Linked DNA regions of Mus musculus: regions 1, 2 and 4 are each linked to region 3. The links are chromatin contacts, called in public HiChIP or PLAC-seq and promoter capture Hi-C maps. All regions are on one chromosome and are shown on one strand. The core of a region is the stretch at or near the end of the contact, and the rest is flanking DNA. Distances in the headings are between cores, read along the strand shown. Region 1 holds the start of Igfbp2 (insulin-like growth factor binding protein 2). Region 2 holds the start of Marchf4 (membrane associated ring-CH-type finger 4). Region 3 holds the start of 6030407O03Rik (RIKEN cDNA 6030407O03 gene). Region 4 holds the start of Pecr (peroxisomal trans-2-enoyl-CoA reductase).

Region 1 (3,728 bases), core at 287-2,786, 1.0 Mb after region 3:
GGGAAAGAGAGGGGCGCACAAAGAAATCGAAAAACAGGGAAGATATTTGTTCTCTCTCTCTCTCCTATCTCTCTCTCTCTCTCTCTCTCTCTCTCTCTCTCTCTCTCTCCTATCTCTCCAGGCTACCCCCAGTCTAAGAAACATAGTAAAAGCCTCCTTTTAAACATTAGCTAAAATTCAGCGCTGTCCCCAAGACAATTGCAGCTTTCTCCAAACCGTGAAGAAAAAAAAGTGAACTCCTCGCAGTCAGCTTGTGTCCCTTAACTTTTTTTTTCTTTTGAGAAAGAAGGGCTCCTTAACAAAGAACCCCACCTTCCCCATCCCGTGAGACAGAAAAAGTTCCCTAGATTTAGGAGGAGGTACGGTGTGACACACACCCGCGTTAAGAGCTGTAGCTCCCCTGGCTTTCAAGCGGCTCCAGCATTCTGACCGGAGGCCCAGACGCACAGCCAGGGTGCCGGAACGCAGCTGGCCAACCGGCTTAAGTTACACAGATGGAGCCCGCTCCATTCTCCACGTGCATCCTTACCCTTCTCCTCACCTCCCAACGCCAGAAGGAAGGAGCTTCTCCATTCGATCTTTTCTCACCCGAGGTCTGCAGTGTCACCTGTGCGCGGCAGCCAGCAGCACGCCCACCGCTAAACATTCGACCGGTGGTCACTGACTCAAGTTTTGTTTCAAATGAGTTTCAAGTTCCTACAGGCTCTTCAACCCCCACCTCCACCCCCTCAGCCCCTAGATCAGACCACCTTCCTCCCCGCTAAGTCCCGTTAAGGAAGACCCTGGTGGCAAGGTATCTTTCCTCTCCTCCTTTACCCCATCAAATCCCGCTTGCTCCACCCGCAGCCTCCCTCCCGGGTTTGTCTTTCGGGTTCCCGCTCTCAAGAGTCTCCCTGGATCTGATTAAGGTCTAAGCTCTTTCTCCTCTACATCAGTCCCAGGGTCCCGTCGGACTCTCTTTTCCCACGTGAGAGTCACCAGCCAGGAGAACCCGCTGAGCTACGAGAGAGTTTCTCCCAAGCCCAAAACTAGTGCTCACAGTCCGCATTACCTGCAACCTGCTGTGGGGTGGTGCCCACGCGTCTCTTTTCACAGGTACCCGCGCCTGTGACAAGCGCCTTCAGGGGCAGCTCGGAGCCCGGGTTGGGATAGCAGCGTAGCGTCTGGGCGCAGCGCGGGATGTAGACGCCGCATGCTTCGCCCTCCTGCCGTGCGCACACGGAGCAGCAGCCGCAGCCGGGCTCTCGCACCAGCTCGGCGCAGGGCGCGTCGGGTGGGGGCCCGCAAGCGGCCAGACGCTCGGGCGTGCAGGGTGGGCAGCGGAACAGCACCTCGGCGCGCACCCCGGGGCCGCAGCCGCCCGCGCCCAAGAGCAGCAGCAAGAGCAACGACGGCAGGAGCAGCGGCAGCGCGGGGCCGCCCAATCTCGGCAGCATGTTGGCTTGTGGGCAACGGTAGTGCAGCGAGCTAGCGGGCAGGTGGCACGGCCCAGACGAATGCGGGAGACGCCTCCTTGCCTTCTTTCTCCTCCCCCGCCTCTGCCGGGTCCTAAAAAGCCTGCTTCTCCCCGCCCCCCTGCCTTCTCCCCTCCCCCTTATGGAGACCACTCCCTTCCCCCCCCCCCCGCACCGCCCCCCCCCGCACCGCCCCCCCCCGCACTCTTGCGTGAGGGCACGTGCTTGTGCACACGCCCACTCGCCCACCCTACGTTCCTAGGGGATTCAAGCGGACCCCTCTGTTCTTCCCTGGTTAGGACTTTGCTCCCTTCAGCCTGGGTTTGTCCGCTCCGGGAGAGTAAGAATAACTTGCAAGCGTGGGTAGAATCGGCGTGGAGTGGGAAAGAGCCTGTGCTTTTGTCTCCTGTCTTTTAGTTTAGTTCGATTTGGAAGGACTTAGTTTGCTCACTTCCCACGTGGCCGGCTGTGAACTGACTGCCGGGGAAACACAAAAGCAGTCTTGACCTTAAAGATTTCGGAGCTCACACCGACTCCCCACAGCCCTCGTGTTGCTAGGAACAATGACCTTGAGTGAGTCCCGCGGACGCTCAGTCCTTCTAGACCAGGCTCGTCCCAGACAGCACCTCCTAGCAACAACTTCAGTTTCCCAGCCCAGAGCTCACCGCTGCAAGTAATGAAACCTGGTGTGTTTCCTGGTGCCTCACAAACCTCTGCCCCACAAGCCCTCTAATCCCCTAGAGACCCGGGTCACCATCCACAAACGCTGCCTTATTCGCCCACCTTTACACACACTCTCCCCGCCTCCCCCCCCCCAGACGTCTGAAGACACACCCACTGAAGGGTCTTGAAAAGGTCAGATTAGACACCCACCCCCCTCCCCAGGTATTAGAGAAAGCCCTAGCGCTAGGCTGATTAGAGCTCGCTCAGGTTTTCAAATAGAAAAGAGTGGCTGCCTCCTTTGTTCCAATTGAATCACCCAGCCTAGCTGCCCCCAACCTCCATCACTCCAGCCTGGCAGGACCTTAGTTATTGACTCATTTGCCAGGGTTGTGACCTTAACAACGAGTGAGGCGTCTCCATTCCCCCACAAGATTCTCCAAGCCATCCTTTCTAATTTCTGGGCTCAGGGCCTATCTCAATTCAGCGGCTTTTTGTTCATATGTCTGTTTGAGTTTTATGCCTCCTAGAAGACAAAGTTCTAATCTTAAGAAACTAGGAGAGGAAGAGTTATGGAGGAGAGTTTGAACTTCTGTAGGAACCTCTGTGGAAGATGACTATCCGAATGAAAAAGAAGGGGGACGGGTGTGAGACTAAAGCTTGGTAATTGCGTAGAGGGAAATGGAGGGTTATCGATGGCGCATTCTCAACACCCGGACCAGCAGAAATGATGAAAAAAAATTGAAGAGTGATACTGAAACTAGAAAGTCACTTAGGCCAGAGATCAAAACCCCTGGGGAGATAGGGGAACTGGCAGGGAAATCAGCTAATTGTGCTGAGACTTGGCCTGATTTGGGCGTGTCAGGGACACAGCATCAGTGTTTGAGCAGAGGGATGGACCTCTGACAATAACGGGAGCTATACAGAATGGCGATCTAACAGAAGGAAACCAACAAAGGCTGGGGGAGGCTCCAGTTCACATCTCCACGTGTTCTGGTGTCTTGTACCTGCCCTGGAATATGTTCCTATTGGCCTCACCGACTGAGGACTCCTTTGTAGTAGAGATACCACCCTGCATCATGGTGTGCCATAAACATCCATTGTAAACTACAAGTGAGAGCCACATTGCTAGCTATATTTCCTACCACTGGCATTAAAACACAGTAAAGAGTCTGGTATGGCGGTGAGCCTTTAATCCCAGCACTTGGACAGCAGAGTCAGGCAAATCCCTGGGTTCCAAGCAGCCTGGTCTGTGAAGCAAGATCCAGGACAGCCAAGGTTACACGGAGAAACCTGGTCTCAAAAGAAAAAAAGAGAGAGAGAGAAGAAGTAAGTGGAATCTGTTTTGAATTCTGCTTATTCAATGTCATTGAATCAGTAATAAGTATGAAAATTATAAAGGCAAGAGTATCCATGCACATCCCGAGATGACCTTGGACTCACAATCCTCCTGCCTCGGTGTTTAGAGTGCTGAGATCACAGGCATGAACCACTGGGAATTTCTAGAATTTCTCTTTCTGGTGAGTCGAATCAGTGCTGATCCCTTTCCCCTTATCCCCAGTTAATAGCCAGCTTTACCCTGCACAACCCCAGATACCCACACCCCAAGAGGAA
Region 2 (3,743 bases), core at 850-3,349, 1.3 Mb after region 3:
GTCTTTTCCCTGATCACCTGCTGGTCTTTGAGTGCTGCACAGTATGTTCCTGCTGAAAATACAAATACTGGTCCGTGCAAGGACGTCTGAGTTATACAGAGGGACTCAAGCACGTGATGAGGTCAGTTTTATATCACCAGAGGCAGAGATGCAGGGTAGTGCAGAACACAGGTGCTTTCTAATAAAGTTTATTCTGCAGCAGTGTTCACGCAAGTATCAATAATATAAGCATTGTTTTATTGTTATTAAAACATTGGCATTGTTTTTATTGTATTTATTATATGTGTGTATGTGGGGGAGCATTGTGCGTCATGCTATACACATGGAAGTCAGAGAAAAAGTCGCAGCAGGAAGTTTTCTCCATCCACCAGGAACCCCTAGGATCAAGTTCTGGCCAGGCGTGGGGTCGAGCACTTTCACCTCTGAGCCATCTTAGTGGCCTAGCAAGCATCATTTTCTTTTTCTTTCTTTTTATTTTATCATTTTTTTCTGGAATCATTTTCCTTTTCTTTCTTTTTCTTCCTTCTCTTTCTTTCTTTCTTTCTTTCTTTCTTTCTTTCTTTCTTTCTTTCTTTTTTTCTAGCATCATTTTCAAATACTGACTTTGAGCAGGCTCTCAGCCTCCATGTCAGGTGCTGGGACATGATTCAGCCAAGCAGCCATGCTTGGTTGGCCAAGACCTAGAGATCATCCGCTCCCTCGGGCTCAGGGCGATGAATATCCATGGAGACACCAACAAAAGGGCAGCTTCCTTATGACTCACTGAGCGAGCTTTCATGCCAGTGATATTTTGGTGTGGTGATTTTACATTCTACTCTGTCTACAGCATCAGAATTTCTAAGTGCATTAGCATAATTAGCCCAGCTCTGTAGATGACTCATTGCAGTGTGTTTTCTAAGTCTGTGACCCTAACAGTAGTGGCAGGGGTGGGGCGGAGTGGGATTCTAAATTACAAATGGCCCAAGTCTGCAGTTGTAAACAGCAAGTATTGATACAGCTTGTTTTGGGCTTCCTTCTCTCTGGGTCTCTGCATTTAGGAATACTCTTCTGTTCATTGGAAATGCCTTGACAAGGATGGGTAGAGTGGTACAAATAAGAAGAAAGGGCAGAGGAAATTAAAGTCAACTTCCAATCTCTCCTCGCTGGTGGCTCTGTGGAAAATTCGGATGGGGGAAGGCTAGGGATTTTAGTTAGCATGAGGGTATATTATTGCCCTGGATTCTTATGAGTCACAGCCGAAAGAACGTAACAGCTTGAAGTAAAGATGACACTGGTAATGGTGGCTATATAACAAATATGTATTTTACCTCAAGCCTAGGAATATTAGGTTGACTTAGGCATATGAGAATAAAAATGAATCCAACACATAATGCAGGGTCAGGGAGAGAAGGGAGAGAGGAGAAGGAAGAGGAAGAGAAGGAAGAGGAGGAGGGGGAGGTCGAGGGGGAGGGGAGGGGGAGGGGGAGGAGAGAGGAGAGAAGATGAAAGAGGACATTTCCTTTCTTGTTGCAGTTTAAATTCTAGAAGGCAAAAATGCTTCAAGGTTTAAGAAGCACTTTTCTCGTGAGTTCTAAAGTCATGAGAGATTTAATCTCCACCAGGGGCCAGCTTCAATATGGAAGTCACAAAACTTTATCCTTTCTAAAGCTACCAAGTGACATCTACTTTAAGTGCGTGTAAAGAAGAGCATCATAGATTTTGGTTAAAAGGAAACTGTATTGGGTGTATACGTGCTGAGGGAAGCGGTGAGAGGGACGAACGGTGGACAGGGAGCTTACGAATGGTGCTGTCCACCCGAATTCTTTCTATCTGGGAAAAGACATTGGAGTGAATACACGCATCACTCCACCACCCAAGTTCCCATTCTGCCTCCTTTACTCTTCACTGCCTCCTCCCTCCTCTCCTAAATCCCTCCTTCTCTTCGTACCTCCCTTTCCCCTGGTTCCTCCCTATCTTCTTCCTCTTCCTTCAAACAGTTCTCTCTCCTCCTGTGGCTCCCTCTCTCCTAGTCTCTCGCTCTTTCCCTCCTCCATCCCTCAGCGGCGTCTGCGTCAGGCCCCCACTGGCATGACGCGCGGGGTCTGGGTGGGAGCTGTCCACTCACCCAGGTGCTGAACGCAGCAGCGGCTTCACGGCCGCTCGGGTGGGAGTAGCTGGGTGCCTTCTCCGCTCTAAGAAGGTTGTTTCCAGTCCTCGGACCGCCAGCCTACCGCCCGGCACCTCCCTTCCAGCACCACCCCTTTGGGAACTGAGCCAGGGGGGCAGCAGTCGCGGCGGCGGGTGCTGAGCAACCGCGGAAGACAACACCTGGCAGCAGGCTAGAATCTGATTTGTTTCCTTTTCGGCTTTTCTAAGAGATATATTTATATACGGTTCTGGGGAGTCTCCAGGACCAAGCTGGAGCCAAGTGCCGTCTGTCTGACCATCTCGACCACACCGTCTCTATTCCTCCTCCCCACCTTCAGCTTACACCGCAAACAAGCCTTACCTCGGTGCATCTGGGAGAGGTAGCAACAGCAAGCGAGCCTAGCCAGCCAGAGGCAGCCGGAGGAAGGAGGGGCGGCGTGGGGGTGGGAGCAAAGAGCGGGCCGAGGCCGCCCAAGGTGGGGGGAGCGGGGGCAGAGCTGTCGACAGGACCTGACAGCCGCCCTCCTCCACCCCCACCCACCAGAAGCACTCTTTCCTGATTATCCGAGAACTGAATTGTTCCATTAGTATTATTTTATTTTTTATTCTCCCCATCACTTCCCCACCGCCCCTACCCCCACGCCTGCCTCGTCTGTGGTTGCATGGCAGCACTGCCCGGGTGCGGGGGCTCAGGGCCAGCCCCTCGGGAAGGAAGAGGAGGAGGATCATGAAGCCTGGAGTCGCGACCGCGCTGGACCGCGGGCAGCAGCCAGAGGACCAGCTGGAGCAGCCCCCGCCTGGGAGACACCAGGACGCAGACCAGCAGTCGCTTCTGCCGCCACAGCAGCAGCGCCGGGCGCGTGCAGACCCAGAGCAGGAGGAGGAGGGCGACAGCGACCCAGAAGAGGACGAGGAGGAGAAAGCGAAGCCACTCTCCAGCCCGGACCTGCCCATTTTCCAGCTCTCGAACCTCGCCCGAAGGGACCTTTGATGGAACCAAGGGGAGGGGCCTCCGACTTACAGACTGCAGCTGGAGTGGGCTGGGGGCTGAGATCATGTAACTATTCCCCTTTACTCTCCCCTCCCACAAGCCCCTCTTCGCTACCTCCTTTCTCAGATCCTTCTGTCACCTTCTCAACCCCAAACACACACCCTTCCTCTATTCAGGACCTTAAGCTCTGGAAGGCAGCAGCCCTCCGAGGGTTAAGGATCTCTTTTTCCTCCATCCTTTCCCGGTCCACCGCCCTATATCCCACCTCTTCTGTGTAGCCTTTTGGCTGCATAGGCGAAGCACAAGGCGAAGCTCTTTGCCCAATTTCACCCACAACCAGCCCCCCTAATTCCTCTCTTAAAAGCAACTCTGGTGCTGCTGGAGGTCAATTGTCCTGGTTTTCTGCCCAAGAGAATTAGGACGTCTTCTACCCCCACCCAATCTTGCCTTTCCCCAACCACTTCATACTACCTGAGACAGTCTGTCTTTCTCTCTCTCTCATGTGCAATTCTCAATTCTTTACTGAGCTGAGTTCCCTAAGCTGCTCCAAATTTGATTTATATCCACCGTTTTTATATAAAAGAGATTTACCACAGCCTAGAGAATTGAGAAGAACCTAGCAACC
Region 3 (3,534 bases), core at 56-2,555:
TTATAGAGCAAGAGACATAATTGTCTCTTTAGAATGTCTTCATTTCTGCAGGGCCAGTTACACTGACAAGATGGAGACAGTAAGCTCTGATCTACTTCTTATAAAGACACAAATGGTATCATGGGGTCCACCCCCCACCATCTCATTAAACCTAATTACCCTTCAAAGCCCCACCTCCTAATACTATCCTATCGGCGTTAGAGTTTCAGTGTATGACCCTTGGATAGACAAAAGCATACAGACCATAATAGTCTCCCTTTCCTTCTTCTCTTCCTACCCCCCCTCCCTCTTCTCTCTCTGACTCCTGTTTTTGTTGTTGCTCTATCTCCTGTATGTCCCACTTCTATCTCTTTGGGAGATACTGGGATCACCATTCCTAGTATATTGCTTATTTGCTATGTTAATCATGAGATTCGTTGAAGCAAAACCAATCTCACCATTTTGGGGCAAGCTTAAAAGCAAGCTTTATTAAATATTAAATACTGACCAAGATAAGGGCTTTGGTCAGGACCATTCCTGAAATTTCTCAGCAGAGAGTGGCCTTGAGCCCTGGGTTATGTTGAAGGGGTTTATAAGGACAAACCTATAGGTCATGGTACTTTCCCATGAGGCTTTGTTATTTTCCAAGAACTACAGTTCCCAGCATTCTAGGAAGTTACCTGTTGTCCTGAGCAGATAGGGCTTACAGGTTAAATTTGGGCATTACATTCCCCCTGGTGTTGCCTCTCAAGTCTTTGATCCTATGATGGGTACTTGTTTATATTTTAGATCTACTAACCATTAGAGTTACTATCTAGAAGGAGCCTGGACATGGATGGGAAACCAGTCATTTATTTTATCTCAGGTCCCTTTTTGCAATGTTTCTTGAGTACAGCCAAATTATAGTCCTGAATGATTTGTATAGAAATATTTTTAAAGGCACATAATACTTTTTATTTTGCATAAAGCAGGTTAAGTATCCTATCATATTGTAGAACTATTTTAGTTAATAAATCTACGAGTTGACAAATCTGGGCCCATTTTTCTGATGTGTCAGTCAGCTTATAGGTAGCCATTTTGTCCTCTATGCCACAGAGTTTCTCTTTGACTTAGCATTTTCAGCCTGTTAGGTGGGGTAACAGACAACATATTTTCTTCCGTAACTACTTCCAGCTGACATTAGGGTGTTGTTGCCAGGGCCCCAGAAGACTGAGAGGCTAGTGAAAGGCTGGACAATGGGGCATTTGTCAGAAGCACTGGATTGGCTGATCCAGCTGAAGGCACAAGGAGCAATCATGTTGGCTGGACTGGTTTACATAATTTTCAGCAAGTCCAGAGCTCTGCAGTTTGCATCCCTGGATGAAGTCTGTCAGCCAAGTGAAAATCTGTTGAGACAAATATAGACTCGGGACAGAAGGTAAATTTTTGTGTTACCGGGGAGGGGGAGGAATCCCAAGACCAGGGGAAACTCCATTCTTAGGGACAGACAGATACAGAAACTCAGGCTGTACTGTCCGGAGTCCATTTGACTCTGGTAGGTGGATCCAAGTCTTACGACTTCTCTGATTCCCTGAAGCTCATGCGAATTTTCAGTTCATAAAAGGAGATAGATCAGCGTTGCCATTTTATTGAAATTCACATGGTAGGGAAAGCAGTTGATGGGACTCTGTGAAGCAGCAGACTTACGCCTTTGAGTCTTAGTAAGAACTGTAGCATTTTTCTCTGAACATGAAAAAAATTTTTTTCTGTTTAAAGAGCCAGGTGTATAATTGGATAGAGATATTTTAACCCAATAAAAAGCACCTCTAAGTCTATATCTAGAAGATAACCAAAGAAAACTCAAAATCCTGAGCTTGTGACTGAGTAGTAAAACAGCTGGTACTTCATCAAATCCTGACACCCCCCCCCCCCAAATTTCAGGGCAATAACAGCATAGAATGGAAAAGGAATCCGAAACCTTTTTTATTTCTATATATCCACAATCATTTTTGAGATCCTTATAACTTATTCAAGTTTTTTTTATTCTCAAATCTTTATATATTTCAGAACGAAATTTTTTCATCTAGTCATTTACCAAAGACATAAGTACTCGTTATTGAAAGCAGTCATTGTAAAGCAGGCTTCTTTAGCAGAAACCATCTGAAACCTGTTTATTCTTTAATATGAAGCTCATGGGCAAGGCGAACCTGTTTGTCTTCTTTTAAGAAGAGACCTAGTAGCTTTAACTAGTGAACTGGTTAATGAACGGGGCAGGTGAGGCTTACAGGTTAATTTGGGGCATTCCACCTGTATCCCCAACTCCTCTGTAATCTCCAATGCAGCATCAGTTAGTTCCCTGGCTCTTTGCACAGATACCCTGCTCGCTGTGCATGGCTAGTACATTGCTAAAGAGCATTCACTGTTAATCGTAAACGAAAGATTTACAGTCTCCAGATTTTTATTTGCTAAGTTTAAAGGACCACTCAGCTTCATGTCCCATCATCCCTCAGTCCCAGGCTTCAAGTGACGGCTCAGTCTCAGTTTCCCCTCTGGCCAGCAGGGAGTGCTTTCCTTTCCCACAACAGGTGTCGATATCTAGAAAGCTCCGCCGCTGTCACCTTCCTGTTGCTCCATCGCTATCTCAGAGTGCTAGCGAGCAACACCAAACCTCTGCTTCTTTCTTTCGCTTCTTCTAGGATCCCGGAGGCCCTCACCCACACCATGGAATCCCAGTCCCCCAACAGCTTCCGTGATGGGGCTTCTTTTAGGAAAACCAAACTCTTCTGGAGGCCAAGACCTGAAGGCCTGCACAGGGCGCCCAAGCCCACCAGGGGGTAGTGTCTACCCGTGCGGAGAGGCCCTGAGAGGCCCAAGCAGAGGAAGGCAGAGGCCAGATCTTGTTAGGCAGTGCAGACGTGCACAAGAGAACGTGCTGGCCTCAGACCAGGCCTGGAGCGTGCAGTACCCTGCGTATGCCTAGGTGTGGCCTCAGGTGCCAGACACTCAGCTGGTCGCTCTGACTTCCGGACCTCTGTCTGAAAATTTCCCTGGCAGTCTGCAATCCTTTGTCCACGGAGGCGGGAAGCTTAGCAGTTTGTCTTCTTTATAGCCTGCATCTTTAGAGGTGTTAAGGTCCCCTAGCCATTGATGGGAGGTGCGGAGCAGACTGGGAAGGGGAGGAGTGGGGGATGGGGCCTCATTTGCCTTCTGCTGCTTAAAGAGATGCTTTGATTTCTAAACGTTTGCAGTTTGTGAAAGCCTTATTTGAAAAGACTCTTAGCTTAGGCAAGCTGCCAGTATTCTACTATCCTTGAGGTTCTTCACTCATGATCAGGGGTCTGGGTGAGACTTCCTAGCCAGCTGTCCCTCACGGGAAGGGACATGTTTCAGGGCCAGGCCTTACAAAGTATTAGTTGCATGCACTCTCTCAGCTTTGTGGAGGTTTGCCTTTTTCCTGTGACTTTGCCTTTTTTTTTCTTTATTAGATATTTTCTTTATTTACATTTCAAATATTATCCCCTTTCCTGGTTTTCCTTCTGAAAATTCCCTATCCCCTGCTCCCCAACCCACCCACTC
Region 4 (4,106 bases), core at 217-2,716, 1.6 Mb after region 3:
AAGGCCAGGGAGGTGGAGGGCCTAGAGGTGCTCTCAGAACTGCAGTCTGGCTGGTGCGAGAGACCCAGTGTCTAACTTCACTTCTCTCTGTGAATTTTTTAAGTAGTGGCTCCAACCGCCACCTCCCCAAACAGACACAAATGGCATTTGTTGACTGGAAAAGGGAAAACAGAGCACCCCCGGCAAAGTTAGAAAGACTGTTGTCCTGGATTAAGACCAATGACCTAGCATAGTCCGACATAAGGAAAGAGATAAACAGAAAAGAGCTAAGAGGGCAAGGCTGCTGCTGCTGCGCTTGATGATGGGGTTCAATCCCTGGTGGCACCCATACGGTACAAGAAGAGAACTGACTCCTGCAATTCGTCTTCTCACACACACACACACACACACACACACACACACACACACATATGTAATGTTAATTTTTAAATGAACAAACAGAAGGGCAGGGCATGGTATCCCATGCCTTTAATCCCAGCATTCAGTAGGCAGAGGCAGGGGGAATCTCTTAAGTTCCAGGCCAACCTGATCTACATAGTGAGTTCCAGGACAGCCAGGGCTATAGAGAGAGAGACCTTGTCTCAAAAAAAAATTAATAATAATAATTAATTCAAAACAAACAGAATGTGAACAATAAATTGTTCCTTGGAACCAACTGGGAGCTGATAAGTTCCTTGCTGAAGGTAGGAGCTAAAAGGCAGGTTCCAAAACCATAAACCTAGAAATGAATCTTACAAGAACCATGCAACGATTCATCTTTATCTGCTGCTATATAACCCAGATGAAACGGACCAGGTCTCAAATCTATGGAAGGGTGCTTTTTTTTTTCATTTCTGGGTGGGGCACTGAGAATGAGGTGAGGGTGGCCTAAAATCATTTTGTTTAATCATTCATTATTTAGGCTCTGTGGATAACTGCAACTGTGTGCCCTCTCCTGCCCCACCCCCTCCTCCCTTTCGACTCCCTCCCTGAAGAAGAAGGGATCTGGGACCTGGATGGCTTCCCTTCAGCTAACCTAAGCCTTTCCCCACTTCCTAGCCCTCTGCACACAGCTGCTGAAGCCCAGACAGCCAGATGTCTGTTGCAGATCGGTACTGCGAGGGCCCAGACCTGCAGCCTTTCTCTACACAGATGCTCTGGAGATGTAATTTTAATTAACGGTGGGAGCTATGGCCCCAAGGATTGGATTTTCAGAACAGAAAATATCCTTCCCATTTCGTTCTTTCTCACTCTCTTTTCATTCCTCTGTCGTTTCCCCCCAATGTCACCGACATTTAAAAATAAATATGAAAAAAATCGAACGAGGAGTCTCACCCACACCTTCACTGGGACCCAGGAGGGAAGCTGAGGATGCAGACGGCTGCGGGCGGCCGCCAGGAGCGGTCCAGCTCTGGGAGGAGGCCTAGCGCGCCGCGAAGGCGGGGCCTGGGCGGGGCCTGAGGCGGGACCACGCGGACTTAGGGGCGGGGTCTGTTTGGTTACGTGGCCAAGGACTGCTACTAATAGAGCTACTTCTGAGGAACACGTGGTCTAGCTTTAGCAAGAACTCAGAGACAGACACTTTGTGGCCATGGGCTCTTGGAAGACTGGTCAGAGCTACCTAGCGGCCGGGTTGCTGAAGAACCAAGTGGCCGTGGTCACCGGCGGGGGCACAGGCATTGGAAAAGCCGTCTCCCGGGAGCTCCTGCACCTGGGTACGTGAGCAGGCCTCTGGGGCTGGGCTAGTGTCCGCAGAGGTCCAGCTCGGGTAAACTGGGTTCAGAGACAGAGGGGAGTGCTGGCGGACCGGGAAGAGGTTGCAAAGCTCCGGTCTGCAGAGCTGAGCAATGAGGGAAAACGAAATAACAGAGGTTTTATTCCGAATAGCCGAGAAATGTTGAGAGGCCCTGATCAGATTTTCTTCTCACGTCCCCTGTGCTAAAAGCAAGAAAAAGGAAAAGTTATTAAACTTAGAATGATCACGTAAACACACGCACAAGGAAGCCATCAAGAAGAAAATAGTTACATTTAATATTTAAATATGTGAGAATGTGCATCTTCTTTGGGTTTACTTTTTTTTGTTATTTTGTTTTGTTTTTTTTGTTTTTTTCTAGACAGGGTTTCTTTTTATTAGCCCAGGCTGTCCTGGAATTCACTTTGTAGACCAGCTGGCCTCGAACTCAGAAATCCGCCTGCCTCTGCCTCCCGAGTGCTGGGATTAAAGGCGTGCGCCACCATGTCCGGGTTTTGGGTTTACTCTTAACCCAAAGCAAACTGTTCCCAGGTGGTGGTGACATATGACTTTAATTCCAGCACTCAAGAGGCAGAGACAGGTGGATCTCTGTGAGTTTCAGGCTAGCCTGGTCTACAGATCGAGGTCCAAGTCAGTCGAGGTTTCACAAAGAAACCCTGCCTCGAAGATGTGGGTAAGAAGGAAGAGTGCAAAGTTTATAAAGGCATATTTGAAAAGTATTTCCAACACGACGCTTGTATTGTGCAAAGAGCTTTGACAAGTAGATTTTTTTTAAAGATTTTTAAAATTTTATTTTATGTATATGAGTACACTGTAGCTGTCTTCAGACACACCAGAAGACAGTATCAGATCCCATTACAGATGGTTGTGAGCTACCATATGGTTGCTGGAAATTGAACTCAGGACCTCTGGAAGAGCAGACAGATCTCTTATCTGCTGAGCCGTCTCTCCAGCCCTGACAAGTAGATTTTTAAAAATCTGACATCAAGTGGAACAAATGAGAAATGATTTGGCCTTGACATTCCATGCTGAACTAACACAAGAAATAAATACATGGAGAAATGATTGACTTTATCTTATCAGCAGTACACTGCAAAAAAAAAAAACAAGACAGTATTGCAGTTTGCACTTTACCATTACTTCCAGCCTGTCTTCCACCAGGAAACTTCCCCTGGGAGGAGGAATTATTAAAAAAAAAAAAAAATCAACCAGTACCTGTTTAGTACAAAGGTCAGGATCTTGGCCTCTGTCAGCAAATTTGCAGAACCTTGGTTCCTCTTCTGTGGATTGCTAGTTGTTGAACCTCTTTTTGAGTAAGTTTGCATTGGGCAAACACTACACCAGTTCTGGGGTCGGCCAACAGAGTATTGTGGCATGACTGTAAATATAAGGCCACTCAGCCCTGGAGATGCTGTGAGAGTCCTGGGGTATGTCCCTAGGGAAATACTTCCTACACCTAAAAGAGAAGTGAACATTGTACTGCTGTATTTATCATTGGATTGCCTTCCATGAGAGAATATGGGAAAAAAAGTTCTTTTAAAGTTTTGTTGTATTTTTAATTATATATGTGTATTGGGAGGCAGAGGAGGGCCTGTGAGTGGGAGTACAGGTGCCCATGAAGGCTGGAAGTGGCAGATCCCCTGGAACTGGAGTGTGAGCCACCCAGTGTGCGTGGTGAGAGCCAAGCTCATGCCCTCTGCAAGAGAAGCACAAGCTCTCTTAAGCTCCGGGCTATCTCTCCAGCACCAAGTATGTGAAATACTCTCTCCTATGGCTTTTTCAGTCTTTGTTGTTGTTTTTTTGCTAACGCCAGAATTAATGGCTGTTTTCTGTTGTTATGTCAACCCAAATTGGACAGTAGACTATTATAAAGCATTAGCCGAGAGCTGGCAGGAAGGCTTAGTGGATGAAGGTGCCTGCGGCCAAGCCTGATGGCCTAAGTTCAATCCTCAGAACAGGAATGGGGGAAGGAGGGGACTGAGTTCCACGAGTTACCCAACCTCTGCACAAGCACCAGGCCCCCCCCCCCCCCACACACACAGATAAATTCTTTAGTAAAGTGTTAGCTGGTCTGCCTTCCTCAGATATATAGGCTATCAGAACGTCTTAACAACTGTTACAGGTGTCCCTGGCACAGCACAGCACAGCATAAAGGAGACCTAGCAGCGACCGTGAGCTAATGCTATGCAAAACAAACTGGTCATCTTTGGGGGGGGGGGGGAATTACAAATGTCTCCTTACCTTTGTTGTTGTTGTTAGTGTTGTTGTTGTTGTTGTTGTTGTTGAAAAGTCTTTCATTTCTAGTTACAGACATGTACTGGGGTGGAGGAAGGCTGTGCTATAACCACACCAGGCTAGTGTTGGTAGGAAGGGG

Evidence for each region. Promoter capture Hi-C pulls out the DNA fragments that hold promoters and counts their contacts. HiChIP or PLAC-seq counts read pairs in DNA pulled down with a chosen protein or histone mark.
Region 1: an H3K27ac HiChIP or PLAC-seq map of embryonic stem cells shows a contact between it and region 3, with 9 times the contacts expected there. The contact joins the promoter of Igfbp2 here to the promoter of 6030407O03Rik in region 3. A contact is called at or near these places in 7 of 39 promoter capture datasets (the SN4741 cell line, cranial neural crest, embryonic stem cells and 4 more), 9 of 115 datasets of contacts at active chromatin or transcription factors (craniofacial prominence, embryonic forebrain, embryonic stem cells and 3 more) and 2 of 9 other capture datasets (embryonic stem cells and liver).
Region 2: a contact with region 3 is called in a promoter capture Hi-C map of liver, with 7 times the contacts expected there. The contact joins the promoter of Marchf4 here to the promoter of 6030407O03Rik in region 3. A contact is called at or near these places in 3 of 39 promoter capture datasets (embryonic stem cells, hippocampal neurons and liver) and 1 of 115 datasets of contacts at active chromatin or transcription factors (astrocytes).
Region 4: a promoter capture Hi-C map of embryonic stem cells shows a contact between it and region 3, with 3 times the contacts expected there. The contact joins the promoter of Pecr here to the promoter of 6030407O03Rik in region 3. A contact is called at or near these places in 3 of 39 promoter capture datasets (cranial neural crest, embryonic stem cells and second pharyngeal arch cranial neural crest).

Annotation. Positions count from the first base shown.
Region 1 is chr1:72,822,288-72,826,015 of GRCm38.p6, reverse strand. Igfbp2 (insulin-like growth factor binding protein 2) reads right to left here and starts at 1,536. Exons shown (of 4, transcript NM_008342.3): 1 at 1,052-1,536. The coding sequence starts at 1,436.
Region 2 is chr1:72,535,515-72,539,257 of GRCm38.p6, reverse strand. Marchf4 (membrane associated ring-CH-type finger 4) reads left to right here and starts at 2,099. Exons shown (of 4, transcript NM_001045533.2): 1 at 2,099-3,743. It also overlaps a transcript of Smarcal1 not described here.
Region 3 is chr1:73,862,237-73,865,770 of GRCm38.p6, reverse strand. 6030407O03Rik (RIKEN cDNA 6030407O03 gene) reads left to right here and starts at 1,305. Exons shown (of 9, transcript NR_045311.1): 1 at 1,305-1,396; 2 at 2,655-3,112.
Region 4 is chr1:72,281,681-72,285,786 of GRCm38.p6, reverse strand. Pecr (peroxisomal trans-2-enoyl-CoA reductase) reads left to right here and starts at 1,466. Exons shown (of 8, transcript NM_023523.6): 1 at 1,466-1,694. The coding sequence starts at 1,571. It overlaps Tmem169 (transmembrane protein 169), which reads right to left and starts at 1,414. Exons shown (of 3, transcript NM_175564.4): 1 at 1,321-1,414. It overlaps Gm51631 (a long non-coding RNA gene), which reads left to right. Exons shown (of 3, transcript XR_003947863.1): 3 at 1,039-1,289.